2 separate regions of the Triticum aestivum genome follow, and region 1 is linked to region 2. A link is a contact called in public HiCAR-type data. All regions are on one chromosome and are shown on one strand. The core of a region is the stretch at or near the end of the contact, and the rest is flanking DNA. Distances in the headings are between cores, read along the strand shown.

The links. HiCAR-type assays count read pairs that join an accessible place to other places.
Region 1: a contact with region 2 is called in a HiCAR-type map of leaf, with 6 times the contacts expected there. The contact joins the promoter of LOC123071744 here to the promoter of LOC123071743 in region 2. A contact is called at or near these places in 2 of 5 Hi-C or Micro-C datasets (both in leaf) and 1 of 1 datasets of contacts at active chromatin or transcription factors (leaf).

What each region holds. Positions count from the first base shown.
Region 1 is chr3B:686,983,201-686,987,783 of IWGSC CS RefSeq v2.1, reverse strand. LOC123071744 (RAN GTPase-activating protein 2) reads left to right here and starts at 2,371. Exons shown (of 2, transcript XM_044495330.1): 1 at 2,371-2,640; 2 at 3,901-4,583. The coding sequence starts at 3,932. It overlaps LOC123071746 (putative metallophosphoesterase At3g03305), which reads left to right. Exons shown (of 4, transcript XM_044495332.1): 3 at 1-1,015; 4 at 1,110-1,575. The coding sequence ends at 1,226.
Region 2 is chr3B:686,877,649-686,882,686 of IWGSC CS RefSeq v2.1, reverse strand. LOC123071743 (fructokinase-1) reads right to left here and starts at 3,006. Exons shown (of 4, transcript XM_044495329.1): 1 at 2,500-3,006; 2 at 1,161-1,493; 3 at 838-954; 4 at 399-712. The coding sequence starts at 2,892. The coding sequence ends at 584.

The sequences.
Region 1 (4,583 bases), core at 1,122-3,621, 110 kb before region 2:
CTTCCCTCTGGACTCGAGATTTATGCAGAGAACATCTGCTCCTCGTGATTTCAAATGTCACACCATGGGAGCTTCAACTTTTGATACGGTGAGGGCGCTTGTATTCTCTCGACATGAGATAGTAACTGTCTTAGCAAAGATATATGACTCAAGACCAGGAAACCTTGAAGTGGTATTCGACAGCGAAATGAAAAGAGTGAGTGCCAATGATTCTAGAGGAGATATGTATTTGATTCCGTGGAACTGGAGAGCATTTGCAGATCCTTCTCCAGATCGGTACTGGCTGCAAATCGAAGCGATGGATATAACAGGTGACATTAGTGTCAGCCAGTTGAGGCCATTCTCTGTGAATGGGTTGTTTGCAGAAGTTAACTGGACATGGAAGGAGTTTTTCGTGATGGGCATCCAGTGGGCGTCGGTATATCACCCCGCACTGCAGTGTGTTCTTGCTCTGATTTTCACACTGCTTCTTGTGCCACGAGCTTCAGTAGTGCTACTTAAGGATCAACAATCTGTGTACACATATCTGCGTGCAGGCGGTAGTCAGTATACATCACTGAAGTATCTACTTGGTGGTTTTATCTGGCTTTTTGTTGAGCTGTCCAGGATGATTCTTGTGTGGTCTTTGCTGTTGGTGTATATAATCTATCTGTTGGTCTTCCCTTGGTTTTCTGGTCACCCTGTAACCGAGGATAGTAGCCTCGCATCCATGACATTCAGAGGTTGGGCTCTTAAAAATGGTATGAAAACTTTCCATGCCGGCACTCCAGACGTCATGGTCATCGTTCTACCTCACCTCTGTTTTGTGGTATTGCCTACGATTGTGATTCTTGCCGCGATGGCTGCCGAGAGGACTGCATTCCGAGAACACTACCTCTCACAGTCAGGAAAGAAGAAAGATGATCCCCACCAAAAGAGCAGGAGAGAGGTAGGGCATGATAGCTTGTGGAGCGGTCGCTGGATAAGGAAAATCTTCATCGCTTTCTGTTTGGTGGTTCTGTGGAAACACTGGAAGGTATTATTATTTCCTTTTAAAATCATGCAAATCTTCTGTGATGCGGTTTTATGCCTACTCTGAAGATACTGATGACGCCTTCACAATCTTGCAGCTGTGCAGAGCTCTTATGAAGGCCTATGCCATGGACCCTCTGCTCCATTCTCCGGTGCTCTTCTACTTCATACCGGCGCTCATGGCGTTTGCTGTCTACAGAACCTTGTCCATTTAGCTGTTTCAGGGCCCTGCTCGGAGCACCGTGCTATATTTCGGCAGAGTTGCAAAGGCACTGCAGACGAAGCACCGTGCTATATTTCGGCAGAGTTGCGAAGGCACTGCAGGCGGAGCACCTCGCGGCTGAAGATTTTATTGGCCGGGTCACTCGCTACTACTTTTTTGTTTGTTTCTTTTGGAGAGTAGATCTGTTAGACCATCTATCTAACATGCATAAAGACACTGTCAGCATTGTACTGGACATAATTTATACAGACTAAACGCGTCATTTCTTCAGAACTAGGGAGTTAAGAACTTATTAACACTGGGTGAAATTCTTTGAGCCCTTGCAATGAGCAACACCATTCCGTGTCCGATGTTTGGGATGGTAATGTCGTCCGACTCACCTCCCATGGAAGCTTTAGCATGCCTATGATGAGCAGTTTTTTTTCTTTTTTTTTGCTAGGTAGAATCAAGAAATCTCAGAAATGGATGTTGCACCCCTCTTTGTTCAGTCATTTGTACTCCCTTGTCAATTGTAGGGGGAATTATGCCCGTACACTCAGTTCAGCTGGAGAATGGAAATTCCTCCCATATTACAGGTTTTCTCCTCTGGCTATTGGCTGACAATCGTCTTTTGAGCAGGGGTAAACTGGCCAAACCCGACCTTCTCTGGATGTTACACTCTCAGGGATGAACTGCCAAAACGTCTTATGTATACTCCCTCTGTCTGGACATGTGTTAGATACGTCCGTTTGAGTGACAACTAATTCCGGACGGATGGCGTATGTGTTTTGACGCCTGTGCTTACATGGGAAAACCCGATCGTCACTTTTTGCCGTCGTGGTAATGAGACCAGGGGGAAATTTTGCCAAACAAAGCACTGAGTGAATGAAAGAAATCATCGCGCCACGTGCCTACGCGATAGACAATGATAGATCCGCCGCCCTGGCAACACCGCCGCAGGCAGGCAGAGTCCGCGCAGATTTGAATTTCGAAATCCAGATCGCCCCGGGCGCTCTCGCCTTTCTTTTTTTTACCCCACGCTCCCCAAACTCCTGTCGATCGTCCGGCCGAGCGTCGCCCCCCGCTCCTCGAACCCCCGGATCGGACGGCCACGGAGCCACCCCGCAGCCCGCAACCGTGTCCAGAAACCCTACGCCCCCACCCCCCGCACTACACAAACCCCACGCTCCGCCGGCCGCCGCATCTTCCTCTCCCAGTCGCTACCCCCTGACACCGCCCCCACCCAAGGCGATCTCCCGGCGAGCCGTCTCCACCCTCCCCGCCGCGCCTCGCCGCGCCGCCTCCGCCCCCGGTCGACGTCGCTGGCCTCGGGTGGAAGCGGCCGCCTCTAGCCCCGAGCCCGAAGCCGACGCCGCCGCGGCCGTCCCCCCTCCCCGAGTACACGCTCGCCGCCGTCTGGATCCAAGGTGAGGAAACGCGAGCACGGGTCTCCATGCCCTGTTCGCCCCGCGAATCCCCCCTAGACCCGCGACAAGATCGATGTGCCCCTCGCATCGCATCTCAGATCTGCTACCTCGTGATTTCGAAATAGATATCTGTGAATCTGCTTGTCCCGCCGCGCAGTTCCGTTGTTCTTCCTGATGGCACGGGCGTTGGGCGCTGTGATGCGTGTACGGCGTGCCTGCGTATGTGCTGTTTTGCGTCCTAGCTACTACGTAATGCAGTTGTCGGAACCAAGCTACCAATCTGTTTTGTTCTTCTTCTGCAACCTAGCGGAAGACAAGTAGTACGGTCCTGTCCCGCGTATGTACATGTACGGCTGGTTTGATTTCTGAGTACAGAGAGTACTACTTGCTTGCTCTTAGTTCTAACCTAAGTGGCCAATGTTGCTGGATTCTTAATTAGTTAGGTGTCAATTTAGGTGCATATTAGTACAGTACTAGTTATTTTCATTAGTCTGCTCAGTTATCTAAACCCTGGTAATCTGCTTTCGTTTTCATCATGCCAATCGACTCGAAAATTCCATGGACCAAATCTACCTGGCAGTGTGTTAATTATCTACATGATCGTTTCATCATTTTTAGCTAAAGCAGCATGTAATTGGATCCTTATTGTCAAACAGCATGTAAAGAATCTCTCAAGGCTTCAGTGCTATTCAGGACATTTATGCTCCACAGTTCAGACAGCTAGTTATAAAATGACTTTACTTCTTTCTCATAGCACACAGCCCACAGCTACTTTCCTGCTGACACACAGCTGAACCAAACACAGCCGTAGTAACATTACACATTAATTTTTTTCTTGTGTTTGGTTGAAGTCCTGTTATGTTGTACTCCCTCCGTCCAGAAATACTTGTCATCAAAATGAATCAAAGGGGATGTATCTAGATGTATATTAGTTCTAGATACATCCCTCTTTATCCATTTTGATGACAAGTATTTTCGGACGGAGGGAGTAACTGCCAGTTGTGTCATTGATTTCCTATGTAAAACGATCACTTTCAGCGAAATGCTTGTCTTTACCAATTGACGATGTTGTTTGTCAACTGTAGACTTAACTATGTTTTACTACTTGGTGTTTTGTTGTATCCTTGGTGATAGTAGTGTTGGGTACCCTCAGGGACAGGCCCTTCAATTGCTCCACTAATTTCATTGTTTACTTATTAATACTCCATTACTTCCTGTAATCTGGGATCATGCTAATTCCTACACTTGTTGATTTACCAGCAGGTTATTGTGTGAAGTGCCACGTGTCCACATGGCTTCAGCGGCGCAAGATTTCCAGCCCCGGACATTCTCCATCAAACTGTGGCCACCGAGTGAAAGCACTCGTCTGATGCTTGTAGAGAGGATGACCAAGAACCTGTCCTCTGAGTCAATCTTTTCTCGCAAGTATGGCCTTTTGGGCAAAGAAGAGGCCCATAAGAATGCCAAAAGGATTGAAGAGATGTGCTTTGCTTCTGCAGATGAGCATTTCAAGAAGGAGCCTGATGGTGATGGGAGTTCTGTTGTCCAGCTATATGCAAAAGAAACAAGCAAGCTGATGCTGGAAGTCCTCAAAAAAGGTCCGGGGACGACTGCGGAACCAGAAGCACCTGTTATTGATACACCTATTGAGCCTGCTGATACTGTGTTTGATATATCTGGTGGCAAGCGTGCTTTCATTGAGGCAGAAGAAGCAAAGGAACTTCTGAGTCCACTAACAGAACCAGGAAACTCATATAGCAGGATTTGCTTGAGCAACAGGAGCTTTGGTATTGGTGCTGCCAATGTTGCCGGGCCAATTCTTGAATCAATAAAATCTCAGCTCAAGGAGGTAGATATTTCAGATTTTGTTGCCGGAAGACCTGAGGATGAAGCCCTTGATGTGATGCGGATATTCTCCAAAGCTTTAGCAGGGTCTGTACTGA
Region 2 (5,038 bases), core at 1,757-4,256:
ATCCAAAAGAAGCTCGGAAATGGAACAGAGATGCAGCCAATCAACAGAATTTATGGATCAAGATTTCAGAATAGTTGATTCAAATATCATCTGCCAGAGCTTAAATATGTACTCCCTCCGTCCCAAAATGAGTGTCTCAACTTTGTACTAGCTCTAGTACAAATTTATACTAAGCTCAAGACACTTATTTTGAGACCAAGGGAGTAGTACTTGCCAGGAGCATCGCAACAGTTTTGGCACGTTCAAATATCAGCGTTGTACATGCGTTTCGCTTGTCGAAAATTGAGAACAGAAACCACCTCAGGGGCTAAACCACAAATTCCCAATACAGTTGGAACCCAAATAAGATGACAGAACAAGGAAAAAAGAACACTACCATCAAGGACTTGGTACAGAAATGACACAGTAATATTGAAGGATCTGCTTATTCAGATGAGAAGAATTCCAAAACAAAAACCCTTTCGTAAAGGGGAGCAAACAAAAAGGCAGGGGCATCCTGGGAGGAGTACACCTTGCTCCTGATCCAGAACAGCTTACAATACAATTTGCAGAATTCGAAGCTACTGGAAATCATAAGCCGCGTCTACGCCTTCTCCATCAGCCGCAACACCTCGTCTTCCTTGGGCAATGAAGGGATTGCCCCTTTCTTCGTGGCGGTGATTGCTCCACATGCATTGGCAAATTTGATCGCCCCCTCAAGCTTTGTTTTATCCTGCAGCAACCATCAGATATGGAATTGATCAACCACCAAGGTTATACAGGTATATATTAATATAAATTAAAACTAGTACTATATGCTAATGATGCTAAAGGAGGCATTTGCAGGCACAAGCTTACTTGCAATGCCGATGGATCTTGGACAATTTTTCGGAGCAGAGAACCAATAAATGCATCACCAGCACCTGTCGTATCAACTTGCTGTACCTTGTAGGATGGGACAGTTCCACGGAAATCCTACAATCATCAAATACAACAAAGTTCAAGAGTTAATTACAGATTAAGTCTTCAAGTCTCGATGGTAATTGTGCAAAAGTTCTACACTTGAGTGCATACTTAGCAAACCATGGTCCAGCGAAGCTTAAATTTGACATATAGAGTACAACCAGCAATAGAATAAGGATTTCATCACGCAATAGATTGTAGAAACTTGTAAAGCATACCTTGGTATAGTACTTGCATCCTTGATCTCCAAGAGTGACAAGCATGAGCTTAAAGGTAGGGCGCCACAGCTTCATGGCAACATCATCCTCCACCGAGTTGATGCCAGTCAAAAACTCAAGCTCGACCTCGCTGACCTTGACAATGTCTGCCTGGTCCCAGATGCTCAAGATCTTGGTGCGAGCCTCCTCAAGGGAGGGCCACAATGCCTCCCTCAGGTTCGGGTCATACGAGAGAAGCGCGCCGGCCTCTTTGGCAACCTTCATGGCGTGCAGATGCGCTGTCCGGCAAGGCTCGGCGATCAAGCTTATTGATCCATAGTGGAAGACTGCAGCCTGGGTGCATCACAAGTTGTGAGACATTTTCCCTCAAATTTATAAAACATTGCAGCACAGAAAATTTCACAACAAAACAACAAACTAACAGTTCAGTACAGAATCTGCAAAGCAAATTGACATGTTAAGAGTTGGAACACTTATAAATTCTGCACGCAGGGCACAAATTTAACAATAGAACAGTTGACACATCTAGCGCCACCAGACAGTTCTGGATCACAAAATTATACGTACATAGAAAGGAACCTAAGTTCACCTGACATGCACAATTCTAAAATTACGTCAGTCTGACAGTACAAAACACCTAATAACATGCAAATGTCTTCCATAAGTTTTGCTCTAAATGTTTTTCATAAGGAGCAAGTACTAACCAAGACAAGAACTGATCTATCTGTCACAAGCAGACACTCTAAATTATTGTGCATCAGAGGGGTTCTTAAAGTATCATACTTGGCCGGCCAGCTCAGGCCGGCCGATGGATCCAAGAACCACAAAAATGATTTGTTCCACAACGGCACTCCTAAGATTAGCTATTTTGTCTCCCCCCAAGTTGATGCACGTCAGTGAGGGTGCATCACATGATTAGATCCAGCAAAAGAACAAGTACCAGCCAGAAGGCGCAACAAGATCCGACCAAGACGAGCACCAAAGGCGCCTTATTTGCCAAGGAATGTCTGGATTCCACGGAAGATTCAGCACCCGGGCGCACCCGAATTACACGAAACGAAAAGGACACCTTTATTAGGTGCAGGAACAGGACAAGGGAAAACTCCAGCCGCCGCCACCTAATGCGCACCGCATCGGCACAAGAAACCTAGCGCTGGCGTCCAGATCCAAGAAACCGGGCGAAGATTCATTCTACTACGGTCGACGGGATCGAGCTGGTTCCCCCAGATCACGCGCGGTTGCAGGACGGGCAAGAAACGGTATGACGAGATCGCACGGAAGAGAGAGAATCTAGTAGTAGGTGATACGATGGTGATTCGGGGGCGGAGCGGGGGCGTACCCTCTTGATGACGTCGACCTTGAGCTCGTCGGCGGTGAGGAGCATGTCGGCGCTGGGGTTGCGGTAGAACATGAACTCGCGCTCCCCGTCGGCGCGGAGCGTGACGAAGGCGAGCGCGGTGCGCGCGCCCGAGTCGAAGACGACGCCGCCGGCGTCGACGCCGTTGTCGCGGAGGATTTTGGCGAGCATGCGGCCGAACTCGTCGTCGCCGAGCTTGCCGACGAAGGCGGCCCCGCCGCCGAGGCGCGCGACGGCGATGGCGACGTTGGCCGGGGCGCCCCCGGGCGCCTTGACGAAGGCCGGCGCCTCCGCCAGCGACACCCCCGCCACCGTCGGCACGAAGTCTATCAGCATCTCCCCGAAGCTGACCACCAGCTCGCGCTTTGCCGCCATTTCCTCCCTCCCCAAGAACGCAGAGCGCGCGCGGACGGACAGACGGAGGGAGAGAGAGAGAGAGAGGGTGGGGACGAGGAGGGGAGGAGGAATGGAAGGGGGATTTTCTTCTGGTGAGGTGGCGAGGCGGGCGCTTATATAGAGGGAAGGAGGCCGGAGATCGGGAGATGGGAGGGGATCACGGGGGAAAATGCGGAGCCTTGTGCGGCTGCGTTTTTGCGGCGGCGAGGGTCGTTGATTGAGCACGGCGGTGTAATCTTGGCCCGTTAACTAGGGTAGTAGCTAGCTTTTGCCTAGTCAAAACTTGGATAGGATCAGATTTATCCTGGAAACTGAATCTGATGGATATGGATTTCTCTCCAAGACAAATGTTTTAGGCTAATGGCCAGCACTAAAAATAGGGTTTTTTACGGATAAGGGAGAAGGGGTGTGAGAACAGTCCCAGCCTTCTTTTGCGGTAAGAACAGCCTCATCCTTAAATAGAGTTGGAACTTCTTGTTATGGATAAGAGAGGCTGAGTAAAAGCCATAATAAATAAAGGAGAAGATGTTGTGTCTCCTGATACTGCTACTTAATAAAAATAATGCAAGATTTCTTCTTCGGTTTTACGTACATTTTTGTCCAACCTTCTCCGAGCCACGATCGGTTCTCGGCGCGTGTCGGGTGGTAGGTGCAACATATGCCCAAGGATGGCTAATCATAGTGGGAGCCAGTAAGACATCGCCGGTGTCTGGAACAGGATAAGGCGAAGACATGCACGCCGGCGAATCTTACCCAGGTTTGGGGCTCTCCTAGGAGATAACACCCCCTAGTCCTGCTCTGCGGGATCTCCGTGTGATCACTAAATCAGTAAGTAGCTACAAGAGGCTCCTTGAGCTGTTTGCTAAAGGAAGAAGAAGGGCAAGGCTAGCTCTCCTCTTCTCTCTATGTGGTGTGTGTGTTTCTCTAAGAGATCAACCCTTTGCATGGGTGCCCTGGGGGGTTTATATAGGCCTACCCCCCAGGGGTACAATGGTAATCTGGCTGGATGCGGGTCCAGGCCGTCAGTGTTTGTGGGTGCCGACTTCTCCGCCGGCCGCTGGGGCCCACCGAGTGGTGGGTCCCGCCGGCTGCCGGCCTCTTGGTCGACAGGCTGGGCCCACCGCTTGGGGGTCTTGTCGGTGGCTCATTACTGTAGCCTCGCCCTTGATGATGATGGCTTTGTCGGGGCAAGCATGGCTACAGTGCTGCCGTCTGGCGGGCGTTCACTGTAGCCTTACCCCGTCTCATCTGCTTATGGTGCACGAACTTCTAGGGCGAGGGTTGGCCGGCTTCTGGGAGCCGGCCTCCCCTCGGGCTGACTGGACTGGCCTGGCCGCCTTGTGGGGGCTCACTGGCAAGAGGGGCCCGCCGCCTGCAGGTCGTACTGACAGTCTATTGTGGGTGATATCACGATCAACGTGGCAACAGTGTCGCGCCGGGCGGGGGATGGCCGACCGGTATGACGCACTGTGGCCACGCCCGCTCCGGGAGTCGGGGTGGCATGCTTCACTGTAGCCACGCCCCATCTTATCGCCGCTATGTGGGTGCGAACTTTGAGGGCACATGGGGTGGGCCGCCTGCTAGAGGTCGGCCACTCTGGTGGCTGCCTGCTAGAGGTCGGCCACTCTGGTGGCCGCCTACTAGGAGTCGGCCCACTCTGGGCTTGTATATTGATATCTGCCGCCTTCCTGCAGTCGGCCATGACCCAGCCGGCCACGGGAAGGCGGCCCTTCGTCTTGGATGCTTGAGGGGCGCGACCCGATGTTTTTGAAGAGCCACGAGGAGCCGGTTAGGCTACCCGTGGTCATTTACTCCGACAGTAGTCCCCGAAGCTGGTGGGGCTTCGCGATTGAACGGAGGATGAGAAGCCCAAGCAGCTTCCTACTCTGTAGAACAGTCGGCTCGGATCCAGCCTCAACCAGACGTGCCGTCTGGTTGAATTTGAAGCCTGAAGGCGGGAACCAGGTGGCGCGCGCGTCAGGCGTCGGGTCGGCCGCCCGCTGTCCGTGTGCCACGCGGTGTCAGCCGCCTGGGCCCGTCTGCCAGCCCACGCGCGTGACGGGACGTTGCCGCAGGCTGGGGCCCGCCACTACAGTGCCTCGGCCCACGCGCGGATCCGCTGTGG